Linked DNA regions of Sus scrofa: region 1 is linked to region 2. The links are chromatin contacts, called in public HiChIP or PLAC-seq maps. All regions are on one chromosome and are shown on one strand. Each heading gives the region's core, a stretch centred on a gene start, on an enhancer-like site or on the middle of the called end of the contact. The rest is flanking DNA. Distances are from core to core; before and after follow the strand shown. Region 1 holds the start of ELF4 (ETS-related transcription factor Elf-4). Region 2 holds the start of ZDHHC9 (palmitoyltransferase ZDHHC9).

Region 1 (3,050 bases), core at 435-2,934, 230 kb before region 2:
AGTTCGACCCCTGGCCTGGGAACCTCCATGCTCCTGAGGTGCAGCCCTAAAAAGCAATAAATAAATAAATAGTGAGGAAAATGAGGCTCTGGAGAGTTTAAGGAACATGCCCAAAGACATACAGCCGGTAAATGGTGCTGCTGGAATAGGAACCCTGGAATGTTAGAGACCACAGAACCCTCATCAAAATGGGAGTGGGGTGTGTGTGTGTGTGTGTGTGTGTGTGTGTGGATCAAAGTAAAGGGGGCTTAAGGATGGCTGGAACCTACCACAATTTGAGAAGGGGGCTTCACTGGCAAGAGGACAACAGAAAATTGTTTGTCTCCAGAACCTGGAATTCCCTGGGGAAAGTGTGCCTGCTTACAAGTGAAATATTGCTCTTGGCTCTTTATTCAGGGACTTAGGTTTAGGTAGACAAGAGGTCTCAAGGTGCCCCGGTGCCCCAGTCCAGCCCCTGGGTCTTTCCCTGGAAACTCTGCAGCTGTCTTCCCCACCATCATCCACCACCAGCCCTGTTCCCCTGTGCTGTGCCAGGGACTATCCTTTCCTGCGGCTGGGGAAGCAGACAGATGCTGGTGGCTGAGCAGATCCCTGAACCTCAGGCCCTCGGACCACCCCCACCTCTCACAGGGCCTCCTCCCCTGGGGCCCTTTCCGCTTTGCTGCTTTCTGCCAAGGAGATGCCGGCCTGAGGCCTGGCTGGGCCCCTCCCCCAGACCATGTAGAGCCATAAGAAGTGACAATTCCCAGCCAACTCCCCCCGCTTAGAACCTCCTGGCTGTGGGATCAGGTTGGGGTAGCTGGTAGGGCTGCTGGGGCAGGTCAGAGGAGAGGGTAAGGGGGAGGTAGAATGGGAGACTGGGGTTCAAGTGGGTGCCTTAAGCAGAGCAGCCTGGCTTTGGACAGAAGAGGGACACGAGCTTTTTTCCCAGCACCCCAACTCTGGCCACCTTTGCACCTGCTGCACCGGCCCCTCTCCCCCCAACCCTCCCCCCCATTCATATCCTCCTGGCCTCGCCCACTGGGAGCCCTAGGCTCCACTTCCCTAAGAAATCCCCCAAACTCTCTAGTCACGCCCAGTGCACGATGCATTGGCCTGGGATCCCGCGGTGTCTGGCGTACCATCCCGAATTGTATCCTCTGGGCATCTCCCGGCCTCACCCACCCGCTTGGCCCGCCCTCACGCCAGGTCCGCCACACAGCAGGCGCTCAATAATAATCTGGAGCGCAGGGCCAAAGGCGTCAAGCGAGTGGAGCCCACAGGCCGAGGGGGCCGGACACAGCCACCCGGAGCCCCCCCCGCCCCCGTCCCCCCACCCCGGGAATGGAGTGGCTTTCTCCGCGAGGCATTGTGTGGGGGCTCCCCGCCGGGAGCTGCGGGGGTCCCCGGGAAGCGCCGCGTGAGGGACGCTGGGCGCGCGCCGTGGGGCTCTGCGGGAGCCGGGTTCTCGTGGTCCCCCGGGGGCGAGCGAGCCGGGAGGGGAAGGAGAGGCCGCGCGGGCCCCTGGCACGGCTCCCCCTGCCGTGCTGGCGACCGCGGCGGGCCGGGGGTGGAGGGGCGCTGTTTCCACCAAGACGCCTCGTCCCTCCCTCGCGCCCTCCCCCACCCCGCCCGCCCGCGGTCCCTCCCGTCGGTCCCTCCCTCAGGCTCTTCCCTCCCTCCCGCCCTGCCTCCTTCGCGCCCGCCCCAGCCGCCGCCTGCGGGGACGTGTGTGTCTCTAGTGCAATTTCCCCTTTCGCTCGGTTGTCTGAGTGCAGGTCTCCGCTGGCTCGCGCCCCCTCCCCGGGCGCCCCCGCCGCCCCCTCCCCCGGCCTGGCCCTCCCCGGCGTCCACCCGGCTCCCCTCGCACTCCACCCCGCCCCCCGGAGTCGTTTTATCAGGGGCGCCGCCGTCTCACCTGGTATTTGCATCTCGCCCTCCAACTTGCCATTGGCGGCGCGACGTGTGGGAGAGCCCTGCGCCTCGCCCGCCCGGACCAGCCTGCCCCGGCGCCGAGGTGAGTCACGGGCGCGGGGCCGCGGGGGCAGGCGGGCAGGGAGGAGAGGAGGGAGGGAAGGAGGGAGGGGGACGGTGGCCCCGGCGGCCGCGGGGACCGACCGGGCGCCGCGCTCAACTTCCACTTCTCCTTTCGCCGGCGCCGAGGTCCCGGCTCCACTCGCCGGGCCCGGCTTCTGAGGGGAGAAGGCGGGCTGGCGGGGCTGAGGATCGGCGTCCCGGCCCTTGGAGCGGGGAGCTAGACCCCGGCCTGACGACCGAGCCCTCTCGGCCTCAGGTACGTCGATGGCGCCAGTTCTCCGAGCCTTCGGGGACCTCGGAAAGTTTGCCTGAGGGCGGGATCGGGGACGCCGGGGCCGCCCCGGGGCGTAGGGGTTGGGGGCCCAGGAAAGGGTGGGAGAGCGGCGGCGTGTCGCGTCCCGCCCTTGCCTCGCCCCACCGCGTGTTCAGTGGGGAACCCGGACTCCTGATCCCGGGTTTGAAGCGGAATCGATTTCCCGTGTCAGGGTGGGGGCCGGTCTGCGCGCTCCCGGAGCAGCCCGGGGTCCGTGACCGGGCCGATCGTGACAGCCGGCCCCCAAAGCTCGGGGCCCGAGGGCGGGAGGTCGGGCCTCACTGCGGCGGGGCTGCTAGATTGATCTGGCGGCCTCTAGGGCTTCTGGGACCAGACGCCTTAGGGTAACACACACACACACTCTCTCTCTCTTTCTCTCTCTCTCTCTCTTTCCCTTTCCCTCTCTGCCTCTACACACACACACACACACACACACACACACACACACACACACACACACACACACACACACACACACCTATGACTTGGATAATTGGATTGCCAAAATAGAGACCTCTTGGCAGCGGCCAGAGTTTCCGTGTGAGCCGGCCGCCAGCCTTCCCGCTCCCGCGTTCCCGCTCTCCCGGCTTCTCCCGCCTCTCTGTTCCCTCCTCTGCCGCCGGCTCGGGGACGCAGCAGCCGCGCAGCGCCGGTCCCCGACCGTCAGCGCCTTGCCTTTGGAGACCGCTGAGGCGGCGGCTTTCTGAATTTCTGGTCCCTC
Region 2 (3,343 bases), core at 218-2,717:
GCTCTTGACCATGTACCTGGTCCTTCACCTAACACAAAAAACTGCTTTGACAGTCTCCCCCCCCCTCTTTTTTTATTAATTGCAAATGCCTTCGCCCTAGAGCAACTTTATTCAAACTCAGGAAAATAGCTGACAACTGGACATTCTCTCCAACAGTGTGACAGGTAAGGAAAGGCCACCTTCAGCCCTTTCTCATATTTCCTCTTATATTTGGAAACCAAGAGCCATACTAGTGGAAACAGACCTTGTGTCTTTTATTTTTATCTTTTTAGGGTCGCACCGGCAGCATATGGAGGTTCCCAAGCTAGGGGGTCTCATCGGAGCTGTAGCTGCCGGCCTATGCCACAGCCACAGCAACGCAGGATCCGAGCCCGTCTGCGACCTACACCACAGCTCAGGGCAACTTGGGATCCTTAACCCACTGAGCAAGGCCAGGGATCAAACCCGCGTCCTCATGGATACTAGTCGGGTTTGTTAACCACTGAGCCACAACGGGAACTCCCCACCTTGTATCTTTTAAAGTCTGCTGTGTAATATTGGTTCGGTGGTTCTCCATTGTTTTCCCCACTCCAACCTTGACCGTCTAAAGGATGAGGCGCACTCAGATCAGTAGCAGCGGCTCACTGTGGCAATAACTGCGGGGGCAGGTTATTGAAGGAAAGAATGAATGTGGTTGGTGGGTGGAGATTCTGCCTTAGATACCCGCTCCCCCGCCCCATTATCACAAGCTCTTCAAAGCTAGTAGTAATTTACAAGCTCTTTGGCAAGCTACTTCATTATCTACCTGGATGAATGTACTTCCTGTCAGTAGAGTTTCTCTAACCCCGTCACTGTCAATTTTTTTTGTTTACGATACTGCAAAGAGATTTGACGTTCTTGGGCACAGTTATCCCCTTCACGTTCCTTTTTCGTTTGTTTTGTTCCGAAAGCCTTAGAGTTGCAGGCCAGGGTGACTAGAACAAGAGGTGGGGTCCCTAATTAATGAATGGGACTTGGGAGGCAGAGGGCTCGTTTTTACGCCGGTAAGGAGTAAAATTCCGAGTCGCGGTTGATTTCATGCAAATAGGGCTGGAGAGGCCCAGGGCGGACCTAGTTTGGGGTGAGCACCCGGATCTGCGAGCCCGTGTTGCTTCAGCGTCTCACCATGCGTGTGGGGGGAGGCTGGCCCCCGGTCTCTCCTGGTCCCATCGGCACTAACCTTCACCCCAGTCTCTGCGGAACTATATTATTAGAAAGCGACACTCCACACACTGCCGCTCAGACGCCAGAGGGAGGCTGCCAGTGGCTTGGCAGGTGGGCACGAAGCCGGGAGATGGGTGGGGGAGTGGGGCGGAGGCATCGTCGAGTGGCGTTTGGGTCAGCCAATGGTAGTTCGGAGCTGGGGTGGCAGGGGCGGAGGCGCCGAGGCCGATCAGCCAATGGAGGGCGAGCAACTACTGGAACGACCTGGTGACGTGAGGAGCGTTCCATTCGGCCAGCGGTGGGCGGTTGCCACAGCTGGTTTAGGGCCCGGACCATTGGGGCCCCTTGTCAGGAGGAGGCAGCCTTCGGGCTGGGGAGTAGTCGCTGCCACCTCGGGCGGCCGACGCGGTCCCCTGGGATAGTGCACTTCCTGGCCTCGTTTCCCCGCTGAGTTCGCTCTCCGGGGTTCAGGTAACAAGGAGTGGGGGTGGGGGTCTCCGGAGCTCGGCCGCGTGGTGGGCTGCCGCCCCCTCCGCTGCACCGGGACGCGCGGACCTGGCCCTGCCCTTCTCGGGCTCCGCGCCTGCCGAGCCCGCGGCTGAGGGTGACTACACGTGGCGGGGCGTGTGTGAGTGTATACGAGCGTGCGGAGGTGGCGCGCGTCCCAACCTGCCCGGGGCGGTGGTCGGCGGCGTGGCCGAGGCAGGGCGGGCCTCCCGAGGCCGCGCCCGCCGCCGGTCCGCCTCGAACTCTGGCCTCGGATCTCGGGCCGCTGGGCCGGTCCCTGGTTCTCGACGGATTTTGATCTTTGTTCTGCCAGGCCCAGCTCTCCTCCTTCCTGGTCTCTCTGCTCCCGCTGGGCTGGTTTATTAGGAGGAGATTGTTTTCCAGGTTAGTTTTACACAAAGGAAGTGTTAACTGCACCTCTGGTGCCCCCTCCCTTTTCCCAAGCCTTCCACCCTCTCCTTTCCCTGCTCAGCTCCTAGGTTCTCTTTGGACCCTTGCCCTCTCCAGCCCGGGAATGATTTCAAGTTGGTTGTTTCTCATCAGTCAGTCGGGCTGCAGGCTTCCACCTCATTCTTGCCAGCACTGGGCATGTGGTATCAGTAAATAGAGGCCACAGCACCACACCTGAGAGAAGGGTGGCCTTGGCAGAGAAAGGTCTGGGGATTCAGGATGCTAAGTGGAGATGGTACTTCCGAAATGTCCCAGAAAGCACCCTTATGACTTTTCTTAACTGCTGCTATCCCTCCCCCGCCCTCCAGCCCTATCAGAACCTCTCCTGCTTCAGGCAGCCTTTCACCTACAGGTTTGTGATGTGGTTTCATTAAGAGTCCCACAAATGTTAGGCTAGACCAGCAAGATTGGTTCATTTCCCAGACTCAGGAAGTTAGGAGGGTTTGATTAGGGGAAATCTGTTTTGAGTAAATACAACCTGGGTTTGTGTACAGAATGTCCAAAACCTCCTAGCTCTGCCAGAGGATGACTTGTTCGCTGGTGTGATTCATATTTGACCGGCTAATTGAAGAAAGAAAGTGAAGAAGTGGAGAAGCGGAGAGAATGGTTCCTTAAGAATAGAGATTCTTACTGTTATTTTCAGAGTCCTCTTCATGATGATTATAAAACAATATGGTAGAGTGGAAAGTGCCCTGGCCTGAAAGTCAACAGACTTGTTTGTTTTCTTGGCTTAGCCTTGTGGCCTTGTGACCCTAGATAAGTAATTTCCCCTCTTTGGTCTTGACTTTACTCATTTCCAAAACAAAGTAATCGGACTAACACCTATAAAAATCCCTTCTAGTTCCAAAGTTCTCTGGGAATCACATCATCAATATTACAGTGGAAGTAACGGAGTATATTTAAGAAGATATACTAGCCCCCTTCTCTTTTTGAGCGCCTTTAACTTTTTCTTCTGCTAGGGGACGAAAACAGATTAGAAATAAACTTCCCCATTTCTTCACCCAACACCCCTTCAGGCGTTGCTCCTCTTTCTGCCTCTGGGAAGGAAGATTGAACTGCATTTTCTTGTTCCTGCCTCATTTTTTTCTGTCTTCTTGTGTTTTTTCTTAGGGCTGGAAATTGGACTTTTGATGATGTTTGACCCGGCGGCAACAATAGCAGGCAACGTGATTTCAAAGCTGGGCTCAACTTCTGTTTCTTCCCG

Evidence for each region. HiChIP or PLAC-seq counts read pairs in DNA pulled down with a chosen protein or histone mark.
Region 1: an H3K27ac HiChIP or PLAC-seq map of alveolar macrophages shows a contact between it and region 2. The contact joins the promoter of ELF4 here to the promoter of ZDHHC9 in region 2. A contact is called at or near these places in 1 of 47 Hi-C or Micro-C datasets (embryonic fibroblasts) and 1 of 2 datasets of contacts at active chromatin or transcription factors (alveolar macrophages).

Annotation. Positions count from the first base shown.
Region 1 is chrX:106,659,974-106,663,023 of Sscrofa11.1, reverse strand. It overlaps ELF4 (ETS-related transcription factor Elf-4), which reads left to right and starts at 1,684. Exons shown (of 9, transcript XM_003135369.4): 1 at 1,684-1,996. LOC106507037 (a long non-coding RNA gene) reads right to left here and starts at 2,007. Exons shown (of 4, transcript XR_002340829.1): 1 at 1,898-2,007.
Region 2 is chrX:106,434,201-106,437,543 of Sscrofa11.1, reverse strand. It overlaps ZDHHC9 (palmitoyltransferase ZDHHC9), which reads left to right and starts at 1,467. Exons shown (of 11, transcript XM_003135365.5): 1 at 1,467-1,653; 2 at 2,003-2,073; 3 at 3,250-3,343.